Regions from separate parts of the Mus musculus genome. Here region 1 is linked to region 2. Evidence: chromatin contacts called from public HiChIP or PLAC-seq data. All regions are on one chromosome and are shown on one strand. Each heading gives the region's core, a stretch centred on a gene start, on an enhancer-like site or on the middle of the called end of the contact. The rest is flanking DNA. Distances are from core to core; before and after follow the strand shown. Region 1 overlaps Ralgapa2 (Ral GTPase activating protein, alpha subunit 2 (catalytic)). Region 2 overlaps Cfap61 (cilia and flagella associated protein 61).

The links. HiChIP or PLAC-seq counts read pairs in DNA pulled down with a chosen protein or histone mark.
Region 1: a BATF HiChIP or PLAC-seq map of CD8 T cells shows a contact between it and region 2, with 6 read pairs. The contact joins two enhancer-like sites. A contact is called at or near these places in 5 of 484 Hi-C or Micro-C datasets (B cells, cortical neurons, embryonic stem cells and 2 more), 3 of 115 datasets of contacts at active chromatin or transcription factors (CD8 T cells, differentiating embryonic stem cells and embryonic stem cells) and 1 of 9 other capture datasets (liver).

Annotation. Positions count from the first base shown.
Region 1 is chr2:146,414,731-146,419,361 of GRCm38.p6, reverse strand. The region is part of intron 16 of Ralgapa2 (Ral GTPase activating protein, alpha subunit 2 (catalytic)); the gene reads left to right. Among named protein-coding and RNA genes, the nearest start is that of Ralgapa2, 95 kb to the left of the region's middle. Within about 2 kb of position 2,826, at least 18 of the 459 cell types and tissues checked have an H3K27ac peak or open chromatin away from gene starts, as enhancers often do. A contact at or near this core is called in CD8 T cells, where this site is marked.
Region 2 is chr2:146,114,178-146,118,301 of GRCm38.p6, reverse strand. All of the region lies in intron 21 of Cfap61 (cilia and flagella associated protein 61), which reads right to left. Among named protein-coding and RNA genes, the nearest start is that of Gm34629, 17 kb to the right of the region's middle. Within about 2 kb of position 1,786, at least 31 of the 459 cell types and tissues checked have an H3K27ac peak or open chromatin away from gene starts, as enhancers often do. A contact at or near this core is called in CD8 T cells, where this site is marked.

The DNA of each region.
Region 1 (4,631 bases), core at 1,577-4,076, 300 kb before region 2:
GAAACGCTGATAGCAAGGGACAGGGAAGGGACAGTAGAGTAAAAAGTTTGTTTAAATGTGCCACCATTGTATAAGGGTTTGTTTTACTTATGCTTTGCAGAGGTACGTAAAATAACAACATAGCAAATAATCACTTTTATTTCTATTTTAAGGATAGCACTGATGATTTATGGATTTTAAGGATAGTTTTATGTATCTGAAGCACATTCCATGTTTGTTTTATTGAGTGTTTATTTAACCAACAGTGAGAAAATCAAAAGTTCATACCAAGAAACTTTTGCTCAACTAAATGTGAAATACAATATAAAAAGATAGGTTTCATGTATATCAAATAAAATGTATAACTGAGTCATATATTTATGAGCTTTGGGGATATCTTGTATACTAAATGCTAAATGATTAGCTTTTAAATACACTCGGCTCTCAGTAAATCAATTTCTGAATTATTTATGATGTAATAGAAAAATTTCTGTCTTGGACCAGATTTTCCTTTTCTCACTGTGGTCTTTGTATGTGTATCCTTTAGGAAGAGATACTAATGTGTTGATAATGTAATAATGATGATGCTGAGCAAGCAACCAGACATCATTCTGATGCTCTCTGATACACAGCAGCAAAAGGAAGCATTCTTAAATGAAACTAGTTCTTTTTGTGGAATAACCATTCTAAGTCATCAGTGTTTGGCTGCAAGGTTGGCTGTATTTAGAGACTGTGATTTAGTTCTCTCATTTTATTGATTTCTTTAAAGCCTAAAATGGCTTCCTTTAAATGTTTGGGGGAACGCAGCACCTTAAGAACTTAGAAGTGGAAAAAGCTCTTGATGTGCTCTGATATAATGTTACTTTATCTCTCCTGGAAGCTAAGCGAAGCCAGTCTATCAGCAACTGTGTCCACCTCTCTGAGGCTTTGCCTGCTACTAAAAGCGTCCCGCTCCTCCTCCATACCGTGAGCGCTCTCTTACCTGGTCTCTCTTACTCCTCTTGCTCTCACAGGCTGTCAGGTACTGTACTGTTGTCTCATGTGTCCGTCCACACCCCCTGGCTTCTCCCTCCTGCCACCCCCAGTCACACTCAGAAGGTGTCTGTTGCACTTGTGCTAAATTTCAAAAAATATTAATTGTTGTTTTTGTGTAGTTCATGTTTAGTAGCTATTAGGTAGTCAAAAATTCTACAATCCTGCTAGTTATCAGATTCATGGCTGTAATAGAGATTTTAATTAAAAAAAAAACAAAAACAAAAAACACTAACCAGTGCTAATTTTCAAAACATTTGTTCTTAGACTTCACCCAGTTAATTCAACTGGATTAAGTTTATGTGTATTTTTTTCTCTAGCACAGCAATGTGAATAGAGTTAGTAATAATCTATTGTATATCTTGTAATGGCCTGAGTAGGGCATTTTGAATGAGCTTGTCACGTAAATGAGAGGGTAATAGGTACATGAGTTATCCTGCTCCAATGTCACTTCTCCCACATTGTCCATGCATCAAGATGCCACACTGTGTCCTACCACTGTGTGTAATCACTGTTGTGCCAGTTACAAAGGAGGGTGTTGTAATACCAAAAATTAGTTTTCTCATGTTTTGCCTAGTCACTTCTCAAAGGGAATTTATTTTATGTGTTGAATAATTAAATCTACAAAGAGATATTTTTCAGTGATTTTAAGGTGAATTATATCTTAAGAGGGAAATGTTTTCATGTTCCTTTTATGTTCTGAATATAGATATAGATTAAGATGTTTTCAGTACTGGAGATAGTGTGAGTACAGTTTCTATAGCTCAGACACTGTAGCACCATTGTAGTTTGGCAAAATAAAATCAAAGCTGAAGTAAAATACCATGAGGAAAGAAGTTAGTTTTAACTGAGAATGGGGACTATAATGTTGCTTAGAAACTCTCTTTAGTAAACACTGAGTGTGAAAACAGTGAGGCTGCTGGCATCGGAGGGGGACTCTCAGGTGAGTGGCTGCTGAGCAGTAAATGCTTGCGGATCAGCTTGTCCAGGAAAGGCATCTTCTTAGAGGTGATGAATGAGGCATTGGAAAGAATTTGCTAGGTATTTGGCTAATTGACACCAAAAAGAAATCTTTAATGTAAAAAGTTTTATTTCTTTCTCTATTTTATTTCCGTACTGTTACATTTAAGTTTTTTTTACTTGTTTTTCTGGAATATGTTCTCAGAAAAAAAAAATTCTTCCTATTAATATCTCTTCATTTGTAAAAGTTTTGTTCTTATTCAGAGTTATATTTTCATTCACTCAAATTCTTCGTGTGTGTGTGTGTGTGTGTGTGTGTGTGTGTACATGGCACCAGCAGAAATTGAGTGACTTTCTGCAGTGACTCTCAACTAGGAATGATTTGGCAACATCTGGAGACATTTTTGGTTGTCTGGTAGGTAGAAGCCAGAGATCCTACTCAATATCCTCACTGGAAGCAGCCTAGACCAGAAGATGGTCAGACCTAAGGATCTATTGTGCAGATGGGCAAATAGCCCTGTAAAGTGGAGCAGGCTGGAGCAGGTCTGTGTCTCCCTATCTCTGCCATCTTCACTGATTTTATAGCAGGGTGACTTTAAGGACAAACTGCTACTGCCATTTGATGTGACAGGTACAGTAATGAGTGCCTTCTCAGTCTGACTCCAGGTGTGCTTTATTAGTTAGTGTGATACCATTGTCCTTTGTGACTGTCCCGTGAGTAGACTAGGCTGAGAGAAGTGAGTAGCCATTCTACTTGGCTGGTAATTTGCAGCATGGTTTGTGTTCTGATGTACCTCTGAGTGGATGGCGATCTACTGCTAAGCTGCAGCTAAATGATAAGTAAGTCATTTCAGTTCTCCTTCTTGCTGGCTACAAGTTGAGGTTTTTTGTTTTTTGCTTTTCTTTTAGTTTCACTGTGTCAGTGGTTGCTAGTTTTGTTTTTATTATGGCAGAAGTCTTTGTTTTGGTTTCTAATCTGTGTGAGTCAACCCACCAGAATTGTAATAATAGAAGCAATGGTAGTAGATCTGGAGGTGTGGGAAGCAAATGGTGTTTAAATTTGGGGAGAGTCAAAATGACCCACTTCCATTAATATGAGTAGGGAGAAATCTGTGCACCTTGGGAGTAGTTGTGACAGCTGGGGAGTCCCCTCTCTTTTTCTTGAAAACAGTCCCTCCCGCTTGTCTTGCAGTGTTACTTTTTTCTCTGTTGGGACATTTATCAGTCTGTAGCATTTGCATGCTATGCAAGGGTAGATTTTTCTTTTTTCTTTTGGGAATGTTGTAATGGTTATAACTAGCAGATAGACTGTCTTCCTTTATCCCAGTATATGGGACCTAAGGGGAGGCCTTGCTGAGCTGCCTCTCTGTCTTTCCACAAGCTCCATGGAAGTTCTTCCAGTTAGGACCTGGACTAACTTACTCTCAGGAAGCAGGACCTTGTGGACATGGAGAGTGCTAAATGGAAAGCATCTCCTGGGCTTTTGTGAGATCAAGTTGGTATCACCAGTGGTATTTTTTAAACTAGGACCTTACATTCTAATTGTGCTTGTGCATCCTTGCATGAGGGATAAATGGAACATAGAATTTTTGCTTATTTAATAAGATGAAATAAGGAAGTCTGTAATTAAAGAGTGAATGAAAAGTAGACAGACATCTGGAGAAAATAGAAGTTAGCTGCAGAACATACACATTTACTTCAGTCATGCTGACTCTTCTCAGTGGGGGTAAAAGCCACGAATCCTTATGATCATTTTGCTGATGGTTTTAGTGGAGCTTTAGAAAACAGTGGGTTAGGAATGGTGTTGAGAAACTACATCCTCAAGAGACAGGAAAGTTAGTGCTTTTGATCGAGTGTTATTAGACTTCACAGAGGATAAATGAACTGAGTCTGAGGCAGAATTCTGTTCTTCAAAGTGATTTAAACAAAAATTGTGTGACATTTAAAACAGGATGCATCAAATCTAAATTTATTGCACAATTGTTTTGTAACTCAGATGTCATTTTTTTTGTTTGTTTGAAAGGAAATCCTGTGTCTTTACATTTTACATCAGTAGGAAAATCATTTTCATTAGTTAAAAAAAAAAAAGCCACTCAGATGGACACAGTAGAATGGGAGCAGCCTCAGCCCAACATGAACTTTCTTCAACAACATCGTGCCAGCAGAGGGAGCCCGAGACCCATTAGGAAGGAAAAGGTGTTAAACCATCATTCTCCTGTCCCTTGTATAGAGCTCTCGCTGAATACAGTGTAACACACAGCAAGGAATGTGGCTGTTCCTTTCCTTCCGCTTCTCTCGCCCATTCTTCCATTCCTGCCATTTCCAGTTCTTTCTGCAGGCTTGGATTTTCTCCATCTGAGAAGTCCCTCTTAACAGTTTTGCAAAAACAAAGCCTTAAAAGATGTATTAGGCCTGCCTTTTGGGAAGGCAGACAGCTGGTGGTAGCAGGCTCTGTGTCCTCCGTCTGCTGTGCTGAGGACCAGTGGGGACACTCTAATTTGGAAGCCATGGTGCTGTGGCTGTGTTGCATCCCACCAGATGGCGATGTTCTTTATCTTTACAAAGATGCTGCCAGAGTTGGCTCAGTTCTTATTTACTTCTGCTCAGAACTCAGAAACTGGCATCCACCAGTATTTGGCACCAGGCTTCAGAGAAAAGAA
Region 2 (4,124 bases), core at 537-3,036:
AGAGCCCGTCATCCTCTGAGCCATCATCTCTCTGGCCCTATTCTGTCCTAGTTTAACAAAGACTTCTGTTTCCTCCGTCCACTTCAAAAGAGACATATGGTCATTCTCTATGACCTCTTCATCCCCAGACAGGCCTGGAAGATAGGTTTTATTGTTATCCCCACCCCACCCCACCCCCACAGAAAGCAGAGTGGAGAGGTCAAAGTCACATTGCAGCCAGTGGGTGGGCCCAGAACATGCAGACATAGGGAGAAGGCTTCCCACCCAGCAGCCAGAGCCTGTGCTGTGCTTGCAAATGGATGCACGATCCAGGATTTTAAAATACTCTAATTGGAATTTTATCTGGATGAAATCAAGAACTTGCTAGTTAATGAAAGAATTTTTTAAAAAATCATAGGATACTTTGAAAAAACACTTGTTGACAAAGCCTATCTTGCCTACAAATAGACAATACTATTTCTGCTTTGTATAAATCAGAGCATAAGGTTTCTCTGACCCCAGCCTGACCTGCCTCATTTTTCCCTGCCAAACATAAAGGGAAGAATGCATTCGCTGTAACAAAGGTTCTGTCGTCGGTGACGCGTGCACTGGAATTTTAATGTTTGTTCCTCCACAAACATGCTTTTAATAAGGCAGTAAACTGTATTTAGCTACAGATGAAAATAATTGATCCATTCCAAGCCATTAGGGTGGTTTGTTGTTTTTGTTTTTCACTTTCACCCTCCCTTTCATTTCCACGGAAAGTACAGAGGTAAGGGCAGATGAATTTCAATTAGTTTCAATTAATGCCATAAACGGCGCTGATGTCTCAGTTCCTGGGTTCTATTAGGACACCCCCACCTGGTTTTGTCTGTACTTGAGAGCACCATTTGAGCCATGACGTCACTCACTGTTCTCCACGACGCCGAGCCACGAGCATAGCTGGGGTAATTGACATCTGTAACTCTAGAGGACAGAAAGTGGAGTCCCAGCTGCTTGCATCGCGGCCACTGGGCTCTCCTTTGGGAGCAGAGGACCGTGGTGTCAAAGAGCAGCTGGGAGAGGGCCCTACTCTGAAGTGACATCTGCGTGTGTACAATGGGTAGTCTACTCCTCCCTGGGACAGTCATTGTCCCTGATGTCCATTATCCACTACTCTTCTAGAACAATCGCTCTGTGATACAGGAAAGCCAAGTCTGGCTTTTCCTAGGACTTAGGGAATGGACCCAAGAGATGGACAAGCTCCTCTACCACAGCCAGTAGATGTAAGGAGTTATGCAACTGTGTGTGTGTGTGTGTGTGTGTGTGTGTGTGTGTGTGTGTGTGTGTGTGTTTTCAGAGAGAGACAGAGACGGAGAGAGAGAGAGATGAATGCAGGCATGTGCATGCTACGTGCACGTGTGGAGATCGGAGGACACTTTCAGAATTTGCTTTCATTTTCCCACCATGGGTTCTGGGAACTAAACTTAGGCTGTCAGTCTTGCAACAACAAGAGTTTTTATCTGCTGGGCTATCTTGCTAACCCATAAACAAAGTCTCACTCTTTAAAAGCTCAGGCTGGCCTAGAACTCTTGGCGATCCTCCTGCCTCAGCTTCTTTGTTCTCAGATTCTTTAGAGAAGGGTCCTATCTTTGGTTGCTTTCCCCTGCCCGCATCTCCAGCCACCTGTATACAATGAGAATTAGTTGTGATAGTAAAAGAAAGCTATTACAAAGAATACCCACATTCCTCCATATGAAGAGGAAACGGACTAGCTGTCCAGCTCAGCAACAGGGAGCTGTAGCCCATCTTTCCGGTCGCAGGAAGGAACACAGCCTTATTCTTTTTATGACACACCAGACTTCCTGGCTCTGCCCTCAAATACCACTGATCCTCCAACTAACTTGAAAATAAACTGGAAGTGGTTGTGCTCACCGGGCCACCAAATGTAAAGATGACTATTTTTGGCTATCACTTGCACCTATGACTACATGACCATCTTTGACTGTTACCGTACTTGGTAGCTTGATTTTTCAGGTCAGTCTCTCTCTGCTGACATGCAAATACAGATCACAAGATCACCCCGTTTACTGCTCCTTGACCATCACCCTTCACCGGGTTCTTATTTCCCAGGAAGTAACCAGTTAAACTTGACCTTGGGTAGACACCCGTGTCCCCAATGCCCTTCTTCTACTTGATAGTGAGCCTTTATCTTCTGCCCTTAACAAGCTGGCTGTCCAGACCAAGTATTAGTCCACTGTCTTTCCCCTCCCCGGCATAATATTTTTATTAATTATTTGGGAATTTTATACAATGCACCCTATCACACTTACTTTCCACTCTTCCCAGGTCTACCCTCCCACCCTCATGCACCCCCGCACCAAAAAATCCCACTAAGTCCAGTTTGTGTTGTCTATATACTCACTGGAACATGGTCAAACTCCCAGGGGCCAGCCCCTTAAAGAAAAAATGAGTTCTTCATCACCTCCAATCCCTATCAGAAGCCATCAGTTGTAAAGAGCTACACTTGACCATCTTTATCACATTTCCAAAAGACTCTCTTCAATAGCTTTCTGTCTGGACTGTTTCTTTGGGGGAGGGGCTGGGAACAAAGTTGTCACAGAAGCCTTCAATGTGTCTCACTTTTGGTTATGAGAACTACAATAGACATTTCCTTACTCACAGCAGCCAGCAGCAACATATGTCATGGATATCAGCCTGGTCTCTGCCAACTGCACAGATCACAGACATCAATATGATGATCTCTGTTGTCAGTATGAATCACGGGCATTGGCATGGCCTCCAGCAGCATTTAGTCTTTTGAGAAGAGGTAATCCAGAAAATGAACCGTTCTTCATCTTAGATATCTTCTTGTTGCTCACTGTCAGGGTGATCATGTGGATTGTGTGTTTGAGCAGCGTGTTCAGGGGCAGGACCTGTGTGAGCTCTAGGCCTCTGTACAACACTGAATGCCCTGCTAATACCCTTAGAACAGCCATTGTGCTGGCAACCCATAGGCAGTGCCTGGTCCACTGTCTTTGGAGACAATTAAATTTCCCCACCTCCCCAATCCAGAATAAACAAATATAAAGCTTGTTCATTCTGTCCTTGTTAAAGAGGAGCTCAAGTCCTTAATGATATCCCAGGCTCTCGTGAAGGCCACGATGCCTCTACACAGCACACACAAATGCACACAACCATGTGTGCGTGGATTTCCATCTTTCATGTGAAGACTGATATTCTTGAGGTCTCTGTTACCAGTATACTCAGCATGAGCTGAAATCCATATGCCAGGGACTTCTTCGGGTCACAGTATCTCCATCAACATGGCCCATTCTGAGACCAGTACTGGATGACAGAAACCATGGAGGACAGTGCCATATACTACATCTCTCCAAAAAATACACACCTGCCACAAACATTTGCATATGCACTTAAACGAGGCATCCTGTGGCTTTTCTTTATGCAAAACTGAACTATCAACATCATTATTCTTGTATTTTGAGGCCATTAAATAAAATACTTAGAGAAACACACTTCCATATTGTAACAGTAGCTCTGATAACCAGAAAGGCAACTAAGTGACTAATGGGTTTGTAGAGTATTCCGATTAGATACACTGGACAAAAGAATGACTCCTGTCCTGCGTGGGACTACATATGATTTTATTATGCTCCTGAGAACAGTGTCCAATTTAAAACTGAAGAAATTCCTCTTAGTTTTTCATAGCCTTTAAAAGTTTCCATTTAATAGTTTCAGTTGGTTGGTGGTAACTAAAACCTTGGAAAGGAACCCAGATAGGGAGGGCTACCTTAACACTTAAAACAGGTGTGTCTATTGAACTCTCTTTGTGGCTGAGATACTGTACTAGGGAACAACTCATTTGGCTCCTCAAATCCTCCCAACAACCCATGTGAGGAAACTATTATCCAGACTCTAACATACAAAGGGGTTCAATAACTTGCTTAGGAAGGTAGTGGGCTTCCAAATTGAACCATCAAGGCCAAAACTTGGGGTGAGTTGGCCTGACAAAGGTGTTATTTGGTGAGAGGAAGTTCCCTCAGCCTGCTCAGCCAATGTGCATCCTTGCAAGAAAAACAAAGATTGATTGATTGATTTATGAGTGTGCTCAATCTCAGCCAAAGGTGTGCCTGTCTTCATCACAA